Linked DNA regions of Pan troglodytes: region 1 is linked to region 2. The links are chromatin contacts, called in public capture Hi-C maps. All regions are on one chromosome and are shown on one strand. The core of a region is the stretch at or near the end of the contact, and the rest is flanking DNA. Distances in the headings are between cores, read along the strand shown.

Region 1 (7,176 bases), core at 4,196-6,695, 330 kb before region 2:
CATTTTAAGTGTGCTTTTTGTGTGTGGAAGTCATAAAAATCAAAGTTTTTTTCTTGTCGATATGATGACAAAATATTTAATAGAATGCTAAAGATCAACAATCTTGGCCGGGCCTAGTGGCTCACATCTGTAATCCCAACACTTTGGGAGGCTGAAGCGGGAGGATTGCTTGAGGCTAGGAGTTTGAGACCAGCTCAGGCAACATAGAGAGACTCTGTCTCTATTTTCTTTTAAAAATAAAAATTTAAAAGAAGAATAACAGGCTGGGCACAGTGGCTCACGCCTGTAATCCCAGCACTTTGGGAGGCTAAGGCAGGTGGATCACTTGAGGTCAGGAGCTCCAGACCAGCCTGGCCAACATGGTGAAACCCCACCTCTATCAAAAATACAAAAAATAAGCTGGGCGTGGTGGCGTGTGCCTGTAATCCCAGCTATTCAGGCAGGAGAATCGCTTGAACCCAGTAGGTGGAGGTTGCAGTGAGCCAAAATTGTGCCACTGCACTCCAGCTTGGGTGTCAGAGTGAGACTCTGTCTCAAAATAAATAAATAATAACAATCTTTAATTAAATCATTTATATTGTTATCACAATGGTATAGTTTACAATCCTAGATAAAACCACCAAATGCCTTTTTAGATATGGGCTTAGAAAATGGAAGTAGTGTAAGATAAACCATTTATTTTCTATGAAGGGAAAATATTCAAATTGGCAGCATATAAATTTTGATTCACAGATTGTTTTAGAATGCTTAAATAAAGATAACATTAGCAGAGGTATAAACATGATGGAAACCTTCAATAGCAAACAAAATACATGTTTTATAACAAGAAAATCAATGAGTAAACAACCAAAAAATAAACAGATGAATAAAGCAAGAAAACATATGTAAGTTCTTTCTTTGTGTTGTATTAGTGTGTAATTATTTTTACTGTCCTGTCTATAATTCATTGGGCTTTTTGAATCTGTAGTTTGTTTCTTTCAAAGGTCTGAAAAACCCTCAATTTTATGTATATATAAATTGAGAGAGAGAGAGACAGAGGTGGGGGTATTTATTACAGAGTGGGGAGAGAGAGAAAAAGACACAGAGAGAGACAGATAGATGGGGAAGGGGGATTTATTATAGGAATTGGCTCACACAATTTTGGAGGCTAAATTCCATGACATGCCCTCTACAAGCTGATGACCCAGGAAAGCTGGTGTTGTAATTTAGTCTAAATTTAAAGGCCTGAGAACCAGGGGAGACACTGTCCCAGGGCAGGAGAAGATGATATCCCAGCCTGAGAGAGAATTTAAGTGTGCTTTTAAGTGATGAGTTTTGAGAAATGTGTATACCCAGTAACGAAACACTTCGGTCAAGATTTCTGTCTCCCCAGAAAGTTCCTTGTGTTCCTTGGCAGTCATTCTCTCCCACAACACTGATATGGGTTTTTAAAAATACAAGTCTTTTTTTTTTTTGATTGACAAACTCTTTCACAGACTGATGAAAAAAGGGGATAGAAGTAGCAGATGGAAGTCAGATAGCTAATAAAGGGAGATTGCCTGTTCTCCTCTAGGCCTTGTTTCTGCCTTTGAGATCATTGTCATTAGCATCTTTGAAGCCAACTAATCCTTTATCATAACCATCTTTTGTTTAAGATCTCAGTACCATTGTTTTTGCTGAGATATATTCTTTCTTTCTTTTTTTTGACAGTTTCACTCTTGTCACCCAGGCTGGAGTGCAATGGCACCATTTTGGCTCACTGCAACCTCCGCCTCCCAGGTTCAAGTGATTCTCCTGCCTCAGCCTCCCGAAGTAGCTGGGATTACAGGTGCCCGCCACCATATTCTTATTAAGATCTTTTACTTCTATTTAGGAAGAAATAATGTAAGTTTGCGGATATATTTCTACCAGTTTTTAAATAATAATCTACTACAGTGACTTCTATAACAGTTGTGACTTCTGTCAGGGATCTAATATCAAGTATGTGCCATCAGATATTATTATTATTTGGATCTTTATGCATCTGGCAGTTTTCTGACTTTTCACTACAACCATGCTTACCAAGATTAAGTGATGAATAATGATCTAATTAATCATAGTGTCATGTTTTACATTTCTTTACCTTTTATAAGCACTTTTTAAACTTACTGTGGTAAAATATACATAGGATAAAATTTATCTTTTTAACTATTTTCAATCGTACAATTCCATGGCATTCACATAGGCATATTGTTATGTAACCATTACCACCATCCATCTCCAGAACTTTTTCATTTTTCCAGACTGAAACTCTGTACCCATTAAACACTAACTCCTTATTGCCTCGTCTCTCATCCCCTGAAAGCACCATACTACTTTCGCTTTCTGTCAGTTTGACTACTCTAGGTATCTCATATAAATGGAATCATACAATATTCGTCCTTTTGTGTCTGGCTTATTTAACATAGTGTCTTCAGGGTTCATCTATGTTGCAGCATATATCAGAATTTCATTCATTTTTTTAAATAAAAAAGGATTTAGATCACAGATTTCATTCATTTTTAAGTCTGGAAAGTATTTCATTGCATGTATATTCTACATTTGGGCTATCTATTCATTTGTCCATGAAGTCCTTCAGTTGTTTAAAAACTAATTTCATTGAGCTATAATTTCCATTCAATAAACTGTATACATTTAAAGTGTACCATGTGATGAGTTTCAGCATACATATATGCACCTGTGAAACTACTGCTTCAAGCAAGACATGGAGCATTTAGATCATTCCCAAATAATTTGAGTTGATTGTGTTTTGATAGTTCTGCCACCAACTTATGATATTTGGTGAAGCAAATGCTGTAAATTGCATATTCAGCATCTATCCCCACTTCCTCCTTTCTCAAGAACCCCAGTGTTGAACACAACATTCTACAGAGCCCTGTGCTTCAGGGGAAGTTCTAGTAGGTGGATCTTGATTAGTTTAAATCTAATCTTTGTGCTTTCATTCCTCTTCCAAGTGACTGTTTTCAGAGGAAGCATTTAATCTACTTCATGGCATTGAGAAATGAGGGAAGATCAGCTGGGAAAGTTTTCCTCAATCTTTCTTTTCTTTTCTTTTCTTTTTTCTTTGAGACAGAGTCTCACTCTGTCACCCAGGCTTGAGTGCAGTGGCGCCATCTCCCTCACTGCAACCTCTGTCTCCCAGGTTCAAGCGATTCTGCTTCAGCCTCTCGAGTAGCTGGGACTACAGGCATGCACCACCCCACCCGGCTAATATTTTTTGTATTTTTAGTAGAGACAGGTTTTCACCATGTTGGCCAGGCTGGTCTCAAACTCCTGACTTCAGGAGTCACCCACTTCAGCCTCCCAAAGTGCTGAGATTACAAGTGTGAGCCACCGTGCCCGGCGATTTTTGTTTTGTTTTGTTTTAAATCAGCTGACATCACGCTTTGATCCCCAATCTTAAGGAGACACATGAAGACATGATTCTTTTTGCCTGTGAAAGGCTGCCTAGAGAGATTGCACAAACTTTAAAATAAGATTGATTTTTGTCTATTTAGGATTGTTCTGAGGCCTTCTAAGAAAGACTAAATAAACTTCCAAACTTATAATTTAACAATTTATTAGGCTGGGCGCGGTGGCTCACGCCTGTAATCCTAGCACTTTGGGAGGCCGAGGCGGGTGGATTGCCTGAGCTGAGGAGGTCAAGACCAGCCTGGGCTGGTCTCAACCAAAAAGCTTGAGAATTGCCAGACTGGGTGAAACCCCGTCTCTACTAAAATACAAAAAAAAAGTAGTCAGGTGTGGCAGTGTGTGCCTGTAATCCCAGCTACTCGAGAGGCTGTGACAGGAGAATCACTTGAACCCGGGAGGCAGAGGTTGCAGTGAGCTGAGCCGAGATCGCCATTGCACTCCAGCCTGGGTGACAAAGTGAGACTCTGTCTCAAAAAAAAAACAAACCCTATTTATTGTCTACAGTTAATTTACTTTACCGATTAGTGAGCCAGAATAGCCAGTAGATGTCGCTCTGATTTCATTTTCAGAGATAACCTACTGACTTTTCAATCTCTTAAATATTCCATCTAGAAGCATTTTTAAAAATCCAATAAGTTGACAATCACATTAAAAGTTTTAGCAAAAAATAAAGAGAAAAACATTAGGGCATACTAAGAAAAATTAAAATCAAGAAATGGGAATTTTCAAAAGATCAACTTAATTTTTCCTTCAGTGCTGTTAGCAAATACAATGATGTGTGATTGCTAAAAAGTGAAAACAGTGATTAGGAAGATGACATTTAACAGACTGATTGGTGTAGGGAGGCAAAACAAGTAGTAGAGTCAATATGACTGATATATTTTTCTGTTCTGGGGCCATATTCACAATGACAGCAATATGAGCTCAATAACTCACAGTGGGAATTTTTCGTATAGAGACAGAAAATAAAGTTGTAAGCTACATTGGATCTATTTGTCATGAAGGGATGAATCTGATCAAGAAAACAGGGGTAATTCTAAGTTAGAGGCAGAAGGAAGGAGAGAAGTAATAGAAAAACACAATGTGAAGCTTCATTTTTGGTACCGTGCTAAGCTTCTCTAAACTTTCTCCCAAACCAGGAAAAACCACGAAAGGGTTTCCTTGTGTATTACTCTGAACTCTTTCAGTTGCAAGAAGCAGAAACTCAACCCCCGCTGGATTAAGGAAAAAATAAACAGGTACCTATGGGGTCATAAAACTGGTAATTGTAGGAGTGGGGTGGCTTTAGGCCTGGCTGCGTCTGCTTATGGTGGCCTAAAGCCACCCCACTCCTACAATTACCAGTTTTATGATCCCATAGGAACTTGGAAAGTTAAGGGTCTTCAGGGTCAAAACTGCTTTTGTAATAATACTAAGACATTGTGTACCTTTTCCACTTGCTCTCTCAAAAATGTATAGGGGAATCTTCCAGTGGCTATATGCCATGTGATATTGAACAAATTGAATACAGAAGCAGATGGTAGAATCCAACCATCTTTTACTAACCTGGCCATTAAAGAGAGTTGCAAATATGTGAAACAGTGCCACTCTTCTTGGTAATATTTTTTGTTTGAGACAATGTAATTATTTTTCATAAAAATATTAATATGTTACTTTAACATATAAAGATTTATTATTTTTAAATGAATTAATACATAAGTATTTTAAAATGTTCTTTTCTATTTTCTAATATAGTAAATATTGATCAATACAAAACACATAAAATTTCTCTGGAGTCTTCAATAATTTTTAAGCATGTAAGGGTTCCTGAAACCAAAAAGCTTGAGAATTGCCAGCTTCAGTAAGGTACAATTGGGCACAAGGCTCAATGGTATCACCAGAACTGTCTCCTACTTATCATAGACTGCTTTTCTCAGAGCTGGTTTCCTTCTCAGGCGTGTGATATCAAAGATGACTTCCAGCTGGGGCGTGGCAGCTCACACTTGTAATCTCAGCACATTGGGAGGCTGAGGCGGAAGGATCACTTGAGCCCAGGAGTTTGAGATCAGCCTGGGCAACAGAGTGAGACCCTGTCTGTACAAAACAATTTTTAAAATTGGCCAGGCATGGTGACATGCACCTGTAGTCTCAGCTACTTGCGAGGCTGAGGTGGGAGCACTGCTTGAGCCTGGGAGATTGAGGCTACAGTAGGCCACCATCACACCCTGCATTCCAGCCTGGGCGACAAAGCTAGACTCTGTCTCAATTAAAAAAAAAAAAAAAAAAAAAAAGACTTCCAGCAACTCGAAAATTTTATCTACCAACCTAGCAAACCATAGGAGAAAATGCCATTTTTTGACAGCACTAGTAAAATTTCTAGTTATAACATTGGTCACACTTAAGTCTCATGCCCATCCACATATCAATCATTTGAGCCAGGGGTTGGTTGATTCCTGGGTCATTACGTCCACCCTGGAGCCGGGGACAGGGGCAGCCCACCAGCACCACAGGATCGAGGAAGAAGTGGTTCCCTAGAAAGATGATGAATGGGGCATAAAAGAAGTCCTCTATTAGAAAGCCTGAGTCCTATGCTGTTCTCAGTTAGAATCCTAACCTTTCTTTCCACTGTCAGCACCTTGAGACAATAGAGTTGCCTTTCTCTTCTTGGGGAGAAGAGTCTGATTGCATTCTGTAATTAAGAGTTTGCATCCAAATCACATATCCTAACAGAAGTTCTTCTTATGAATTAGCAGTGCTATACCAAAAGAAAGTTGTCTTTTCACCGTAAACTATGCAGAACACCTGACTTAAGCTAGGATTTCATTCCTAAACGTCTGAAGATTTAAATTTCATGCCTGCCTGTGTTGCTTGCAGGATTACTCTGGTCAGATCATTTAACCTTCTGGTGGCCTCTGTGTCCTTACCTCTAAAATCAAGGGCGTGGGAGGATTGTCTCTTGCAGCTTTAACATTCTTTGAATCTGATCAACAGAAGATGGAGGAAAAAAGTTCTTCCAAACCTGGTCTATCAACTGCTATAGTGAAGGTCCACAAAATGAAGTTTTACATTTTTTTTTCAGATTACATATCAATTTCGGTTCTATGTTTGTTTCTTCAATATTTTTGGTGATAATCTAAAATGGAGATTTCATCAGTCTGCAAGCACTGGGTTCATATTATCTTTTCCTTATTTCCTTTGCCTTTAGCTTCATTACTTTTTTTGTTTATTATTTTTTAAATTGACAACTAAAAATTATATATACTTATGGTGTACCACATGATGTTTTGATATAAGTATACATTGTAAAATGGCTAAATCAAGGAATTAACCTATTACCTCACATACTAATTTTTTTTGTGGTGAGAGCACTTAAAATCTAATCTTAGCAATTTCCAAATATACAATACATTGTTATAACTATGGTCATCATGCTGTACAATAGATCTCTTGAGCTTATGCCTCCTAACTGAAATTTTGTATAGCTGTGTTACTTTTAATATTAAATGTGGATTCTGTAAAATCCCAGTTTTTACAAAATGTATTAGGAGTAACATAATAAGAGCCTCATAAATTAATTTTTTCAGAAAGAAAGCTGTTCATTTACTTAGGACTTTTATTTAAAATACATATGTTCTTTGAAATGAAAGAAAAGCTAATGTTTCTCCATTTATTCTAACTTACGAATTAAGCTGTAAAAGAAAACCACAATAGAAATTGCGTAAATTACCCTTAAGAATCAGCCAATTTTTACCACATACTTTCATTTGG
Region 2 (7,188 bases), core at 2,743-5,242:
TTTTAAATATCCCTGGCAGCTCCAACAAACTTTCTAAAGTGACAATTGCAAGGGAAAGGCACATGCCTGGTGCAGCCCATGTGGTAGGTAGTCAGACACTGGCTTCCAGACTCCAAACTTCTATCAAGGGTTCAGAGGCTGAGTCCACACCACCCTCCTTCATGAGCGTTCACGCCCAACTTGCTGGGTCTCTTGGTGGGCAGCCAGCACCCATCCAGACTCAAAGTCTCAGCCATGATCCAGTCAATGGAACTCAGGGTTTAGAAAAGAAAGTCAGTTCTGATCCTCAGAAGAGTTCAGAAGACATCAGAACAGAGGCTTTGGCCAAGGAAATTGTCCACCAAGACAAATCTCTAGCAGACATTTTGGATCCAGACTCCAGGCTCAAGACAACAATGGACCTGATGGAAGGTTTGTTTCCCCGAGATGTGAACTTGCTGAAGGAAAACAGTGTAAAGAGGAAGGCCATACAGAGAACTGTCAGCTCTTCAGGATGTGAAGGCAAGAGGTAAGTCCCTGGTGATGTCCTCAGAGAGACTTACAATCACACTTCTTCCATGGGGATGATGATAAGTCTAGGACTAGTTGCCTGATGTTCTCCTACTGCCACAGCTCCTGAACCAAGAGTGACATTTTATCTCAGTCTTGGAGGAATGGCTCTGGCAGTAAGGATGTGGGACAGATATGCAACAACAAAGAAAGTAATAGTAATAATTATAATAATTGCCATTAGTACCCATTGTTAATGTTGTGTGTCAAACATTGTATTGATTTATTTATATCAACATTATTTAATTTTCACAAGAACTTTCTGAGGTGGCTACCGATTTTACCTCCATTTACAAATGAGGAAACTGAAGTACAGAGGAATTAAGACCATGCTCACCAAGGTCATTGAACATGTGAGTGATGGCACCTGGATTTGATCACAGCCCCATGACTGTGCCTGTCTCCAGCAATTACACAGTGCCCCCAGCTCAGCAAAGGTGTACTTGCCCGTTCTGTATCAGAGCTGCTCTGGCAGAGAGGCCCTCAGAGCTCGGTGCTGGGAAAGGAGCAAGTGGAAGTGGTGAGCGTGGCCAACGTCTTGCCAAGACTGAGAGGGGAAGGGCTTTGTAAGGAGGAGAGCCTAGAGAAATAGATTCATGTACTACACTGACCCTTACCTCTGAGGCATTAAGGTGGGTGTTGGCGCAAATCCTGAAAATCAGGAAAGGTCTGAGTAGGAGCGCACTGTCTGGTTTGGCCCAGTCCGTGAGCCTCTGCTTCTGAAGCTCCTTGAGCCAGCCATGTAACACGTGTCCCAGTGTGCAGTCTGTGCTTTTGATGCTTTTCATTTCTCTGGGTTACTGCAGTATTTTCTTGCATGTTTTATTTCCTTAAAAGACTACTATGAGAAAGACTGAGTAGCTTTCATTTTCTCTTAAATTTTCAGTGAAATCTTTGTGGATTGACAGTCTGGGACTCAGCAGTTAGTGGCTTCCAGACTAAATAAAAACAGAACATTTTATCCAAATTTGGGATTGCATTTTAAAAATTTCCAACTGATCCTAACTAAATTACTAACAGGAACACCACGTTTCATTTTATGGGGGAGAGAGAAAGGAAAGAGCTATGTGATACTTACAAGCTATTTGTCACGTTGTCAGAGGCTCTTCTGATTCAAGGCCTTAACTGTCACCTTGTCCATTTCCCCGCTTTTATTTTCAGATTTGGGAAACAGACTAATTGAGGTGAAGTGATTTATCCAGGGCCATGTCTTTAGCAAACACATACTGAGCACCTACAATGTGCAAGGCAATCCACTGGGTACTATGTGGACCCCAAAGATAAGATTTTTGTGGGTGTGCCAGTCAGTTCACCATGGGTGGTTGCAGTATGGTCATTCTGTTCTCTGACCACTGGCTGAAGGACCAAAGTAACATCCTTAGCAAAGTATTTCCTAGCATTACCACTGGAAATATATGTTTGCTCCGTCAGTTTAGAAGCAGAATGGTCATGGAGCTTTTGCAGCACTGAGACCTTCCTGGGGATTAAAAAAAAAAAAAAAAGGCATGCGCCATCTCCTGGTGGAAATAAGCATTGTCCTCTTGGGCATGAGATGGCCAGTAGCCATTGTGAGGGTTGGTCAGATGCCAGAGAATCCCATTTGTAATGCGGTGGACATATCTGAAAACAAGAACAAAAAAATGTATCAGAAAATCTTTTCCCTGTCTTTCAGTTAACTGGATTAAATGTGGTCATTGTTGCTTACTGGGACAGTTATCAAGCAGGAAACTAGTAAAGATGATTTTTTGTGTGTGTGGTTCCTAATTTCATAGTAAAATGATGGGCTAGATGTTAAACAATATCACAAGATTGAATAAAGTTCCTCTCCAAGAGAATCGTACTTCCATAGAGTCATTTATTCAGTGGGTAGGATATGAATTATAGGCTGAAAGGCAACTCAAATGTGGTAAAACAGAGAACACTAGATAGCAGGTTTCTCAATTCTGAGTTTTTTCTTCAGCCTTAAAACATCCCTATTATATTATCAATGAGTAGATTTTATATCTTGTATTAGTTCACTGCGGACCAGCAAACTGCAGATTTCCCAGGATTATATAGGATAGCAGGCACACTTGAGAAGAAAAATTTTGTATGTTCAAGCAACAATGCATAGTAGGCACTAGAAAGATTACATGTCACCAAAGGAGTATAGGAAATAATTGACCTAAAACCTGAGGTTTGTGCAGCACCTTGAAAATACTTTCACATTGATTGAGTCATGGTTCCACACTGCCTTTCTCTGAAATAAGGAGTCAGTGTCGTTCTTATATGAATCACAAAAGCAGAGAGGTTAAATGTCTTCTCCAGAGTCAGCTGGCGAGGCCATAGCCTTGACTCCCGCTGTCATCCCTAATGCTGCTTTTGGTGGTTTTCCATCCCAAGTTTGCCTGGCTTCAACAGCCCTGTACATAGTAATCACTCATTAGTTAACAGTTACTAGTTTATCCTAATTTCTGGGAAAGAAATTAAATAGAATTGTTACGCGCTTCTGAATGGACTGACGTCTGCAGTGAAACAAAGCCTCTGGTGTGATCTGTGTGGCTATACTTTGTGCTCTTTTTGGCCCAGGAATGAAGACAAGGAAGCAGTGAGCATGTTGGTTAACTGCCCTGCCTACTACAGTGTGTCTGCTCCCAAGGCTGAGCTACTGAACAAAATCAAAGAGATGCCAGCAGAAGTGAATGAGGAAGAGGAACAGGCAGATGTCAATGAAAAGAAGGTAAATAAAGAATGGGATGCCCTTGTTCTGCTTTCCTCAGAAAAATTGACAAGGTCCATGTAATCAGCGTGGTGACTGGGCCTCTTGAGGCAGGTGGGGAAAGGACCTGTCGCATCACCAGATTGCACCAAAATCATTAGACTTTGGATTTACATGGCACTTTAACTAATTTCCTCTTAGCTTTTCTGTGAGTAGGCAGGGCAGGTAAGCTACTGTCCTTTTCGTTTTTACAAATAACAGAAGTGAAGCTTAGAGGGATTATTAGAAGTCTCATAGCCAGGACCTGAACCCAAGTCCCTAGCCTCCTAATCCAGCACCAGGACCCTGACACTGTTCTCAGCTGCTGGTTGGCCAGTGCCAATGGTGTGTGTAATTTTCTTGTTTCATGGTCAAAAGGAAAATTTAAAAATCTAGAAACTTTTTTTAGGGAAGGAGGCCAATTGTTAAATGACACTTCTGAGAAAAAGTAATATTAACCTTTATATCTTCCCCAGCCCTCTTTGCGGGACTTCCGTGAATAGCTTGAAAGTGCAGTGCTGGAATCTAGTTGTTAGCATTTGATACTCCTACAGACATTTCAAATGTTAAGACACTTAAAAAATGACCGTGATGCTGCTGCTGTCTTCCCACATGCCATGGAGATCTAAACTGGGCTGTGTCTGCAGGGGAGAAAGTTCTCACCTTCCACTTTCTCTATAGCACCAGAGGGGCTGCCTTCTGCTGTGCTTGCAGCTCTCTATGCAGCTCAGGCACGCGTGCTGCAAAGGAAAGCTTGCTTGCTTCTTGCTGAGCCTGGAATGTAAGTGGTTTTCAGTGATCCTGATTCCAGGAGAAACTTTCTAGGGTGATTTTATTTCATTTGATCTACAATGTGTCCCAAGCTGTCTTGTCTGTTGGAATGAAACCACAGGATATAGACCCTAGGAGCAGAGGGTAATTGGACAGGAGGGATCTTTGCAGCACCTCTGGGTCATGGCTAACATGCTGATGCAACCATTGTAGTAGCAAGCTCCCTGCTAGCCCAAAGTTTTCCTATGTACATACTTGTCATTGTATACCCCTGATATATACCTACCCCAGCACTGCCGAGCACTTCATTTAACGGGTCCCCTGATTAGCAAATAAGACCACTTGGCTTTTGGTCTGTCTATATTTATCCCAAAGAGAGAGCTATGTATACACCCTTACATGTACCACGTTGCCATGGCATCTTTAACTGAACGTTTTACACAATTTTTTTGTTATTTTGTTTTCTGCCTGTGGGCATACCTGCTTTACAGTTGCAGTGTGGCAAATACTCATTGCTTTTCCTCCCTATCTTAATTTTTAAGTGTTTTTTTTTCTAAGTTTTATTTTAGAATCGGGGCATAGGCAGGTTTGTTACAAAGGTATATTGCATGATCCTGAGGCTTGCTGTATGATTGTATGCATCAACCAGGTAGCGAGCATAGTACCCAATAGGTAGTTTTTTAACCTTTGTCCCCTTTCCTTCCAACCCCCTCTTTTATTCCCCAGTGTCTGCTGTTCCCATATTTATGTCCATGTGTACCCAATTAACTGTTTTCCCATCACTTTCAATTATCACCCTCTCACTCGAAGCATTATGTGGCAAAAAGTATTTTTAGACTGAGAATATGAAGAAATAGAGAATTAATTCATCCTCACGGGAAACAACATTAGGTAGCATGTATTTCATTCCAAGTGTGGGCTATGTATTTGATTTTCTTTTCAACACAATGCTGTACTATCTTACTTGCACAAAACTCCTCTGACACTTGTACTACCACATTTTATGCTAATCAGAATTAGAGAATTTAAGGGCTGGGGTCACACAGTTAATAGATGCTAAAGTCAGATTTAACCTTATGTCTTTCTGACCCCAAAGCCTGCTAAAAATTGCTCCCAGGTCAGCTGCCTTTAAACCTTGCTGCCCTGGGAACTGAGCTAAACTGGAGGTTCTCTGGGTATAACTAACCAGAGCTAGAGTTTGAGATTAAAACCAGTTAAAACCCATTTTAAACCAAAAATATGAGAACAGCAGTGTCCGTGACTTGAGGACTGAGGAGTTTCGAGTCATTTGGAGTGCCTTTTGAGGGAGTCACGGGCTTAGGAAGACAAAACCCCACTCAGGGTGAAAGAGATCTTAGGGAGAGGAAATGTCACAGCCACATAACCAGGGCCTGGCACCTAGCACGTGCTCAATAAACATTTGTTTCATGAAGTTACAAAGTGCAAAACTCCCAAGTTGGAGTTTACCGTTTAACTGAAGAAAAACATCCAGAAGGCCACTGTGGAAAGTTACAGGATTCGAGTCTATGGCCTTGCTATCCTCAACACATTTGATCTCAGAAGCTGACCAGGGTCAGGCCTGGTTAGCACTTGGATGGGAGATCATGGTATTAGAATTCAGAAGAAAAAAAAAATCTGGAAGTTAAGCAACTAGTTTGTCCTTTCTTGACCCTTTTTTCTTTATAAAATGGAAGTGGTAATGATCTCTCACATAATAGTTGTGGGGTCAAATTAACTGACGTATATGAATGTGCTTTTTGAGCTGCAGGGTGTAAGAGCATATAATATCTTAACAGAGAAGTGTTTAAGGCAATGTCATGTAAGTATGCAAATGTTGATGGCATCTGGTATCTTTCATGTTAAGATGTTCAGTGAGAAGGTGCCTTATTGCCAACAAGGCTAGGCACTTTCCTAAATCAGACTCTTAAGAGGAAAAACAGCTCACATTTGTTTTCTCTCTTCACTGTGGAAAATGTTGCCCACAGCACCAGGGGGATGATACCCACTTGCCCTGTGGGCTTATCTGGCTCTTCAGGGATAAAGAAAGATGAGAAAAGGCTATTTAGTTAATGAGGCCTCCACATCCAGTTAGAATTTCCTTCGGTTCCTTCTTCCCTCAATCCTTTCTTCTAGGGCTGTAAGTGGCCTGAGGGTTTGCATCACTTTGTGAGTGTAAAATGTTAGGCTCATAAACGCTTAGTGAGAACACACCTTCTCTGTTTCAGACACTGTGCTCTGCCTTGGGCATACAAACATGAATAAGACCCTGTGTCTGCTTTCCTGGAACTTTAGACTGGCAAGAGAGGTGGATTATTTCAGCACTACATTATTGGTCTTCTGATAGACACATGGACTGTACTGGGGGAGCCCAAAGGAGCAGTTCCTGACTCAAGAGAGTAGAGTCAGATTTTACCTCCTCCAGGAAGATAAAACCTGAGATCAGCATTGAAGAATGTATTGGTGGGAGTCAGGAGCATTCGAGACAAAAGGAAAAGCATAAGGAGAAACCAAAAGATAAGAAAAAGCATGGAATGTGTATGATAAAGAAGGGTGCTTCAAGTAGTTTGATATTTTGGAATGTAACAAAGGCTCATGATTGATTAAATAAAAAATCACCAAGCTTAAGCCAGGCACAGTGGCTCACACCTGTAATCCCAGCACTTTGGGAGGCCAAGGCAGGAGGATTGCTGGAGCCCAGGAGTTCGAGACCAGCCTGAGCAATATAGTGAAACCCTATCTCTACCAAAAATATAAAAAATTAGCCAGGTGTGTTGGCGCACAACTGTAATCCCAGCTACTCAGAAGGCTGAGGCAGGAAAATTGCTTGAACCCAGGAGGCAGAGGTTGCAGTGAGCTGAGATCGTGCCACTGCACTCCAGCCTGGGCGACAAAGCGAGACTCCATCTCAAAAAAAAAAAAATTAAAAAACTAAAAAATTAGCTGAGCATGGTGGCACACACCTGTGTTCTGAGCTACTTGGGAGGCTGAGGTGGGAGTATCACTTGAGCCCGACAGGCAGAGGCTGCAGTGAACCAAGATCGTGCCACTCCAATCCAGCCTGAGTGACAGAGTGAGACCCTGTCTCAAAAAAGAAAAAAAAATTACCAAATTTAGAAAATAACAAAGGAAGG

The links. Capture Hi-C pulls out chosen DNA fragments and counts their contacts.
Region 1: a contact with region 2 is called in a capture Hi-C map of stem cell-derived neural stem cells, with 4 times the contacts expected there. The contact joins two enhancer-like sites. A contact is called at or near these places in 2 of 7 Hi-C or Micro-C datasets (induced pluripotent stem cells and stem cell-derived neural progenitor cells), 1 of 1 datasets of contacts at active chromatin or transcription factors (stem cell-derived excitatory neurons) and 1 of 1 other capture datasets (stem cell-derived neural stem cells).

The regions. Positions count from the first base shown.
Region 1 is chr3:53,694,495-53,701,670 of NHGRI_mPanTro3-v2.0_pri, reverse strand. It overlaps SHROOM3 (shroom family member 3), which reads left to right. Exons shown (of 14, transcript XM_063809524.1): 3 at 1,690-1,807. Among named protein-coding and RNA genes, the nearest start is that of CCDC158, 7.0 kb to the left of the region's middle. Within about 2 kb of position 5,445, at least 2 of the 24 cell types and tissues checked have an H3K27ac peak or open chromatin away from gene starts, as enhancers often do. A contact at or near this core is called in stem cell-derived neural stem cells, where this site is marked.
Region 2 is chr3:53,364,570-53,371,757 of NHGRI_mPanTro3-v2.0_pri, reverse strand. SHROOM3 (shroom family member 3) reads left to right here. Exons shown (of 14, transcript XM_063809524.1): 11 at 20-508; 12 at 3,118-3,268. It overlaps LOC107974279 (a long non-coding RNA gene), which reads right to left. Exons shown (of 3, transcript XR_008547511.2): 2 at 1,628-2,169. Among named protein-coding and RNA genes, the nearest start is that of SOWAHB, 140 kb to the right of the region's middle. Within about 2 kb of position 3,992, at least 4 of the 24 cell types and tissues checked have an H3K27ac peak or open chromatin away from gene starts, as enhancers often do. A contact at or near this core is called in stem cell-derived neural stem cells, where this site is marked.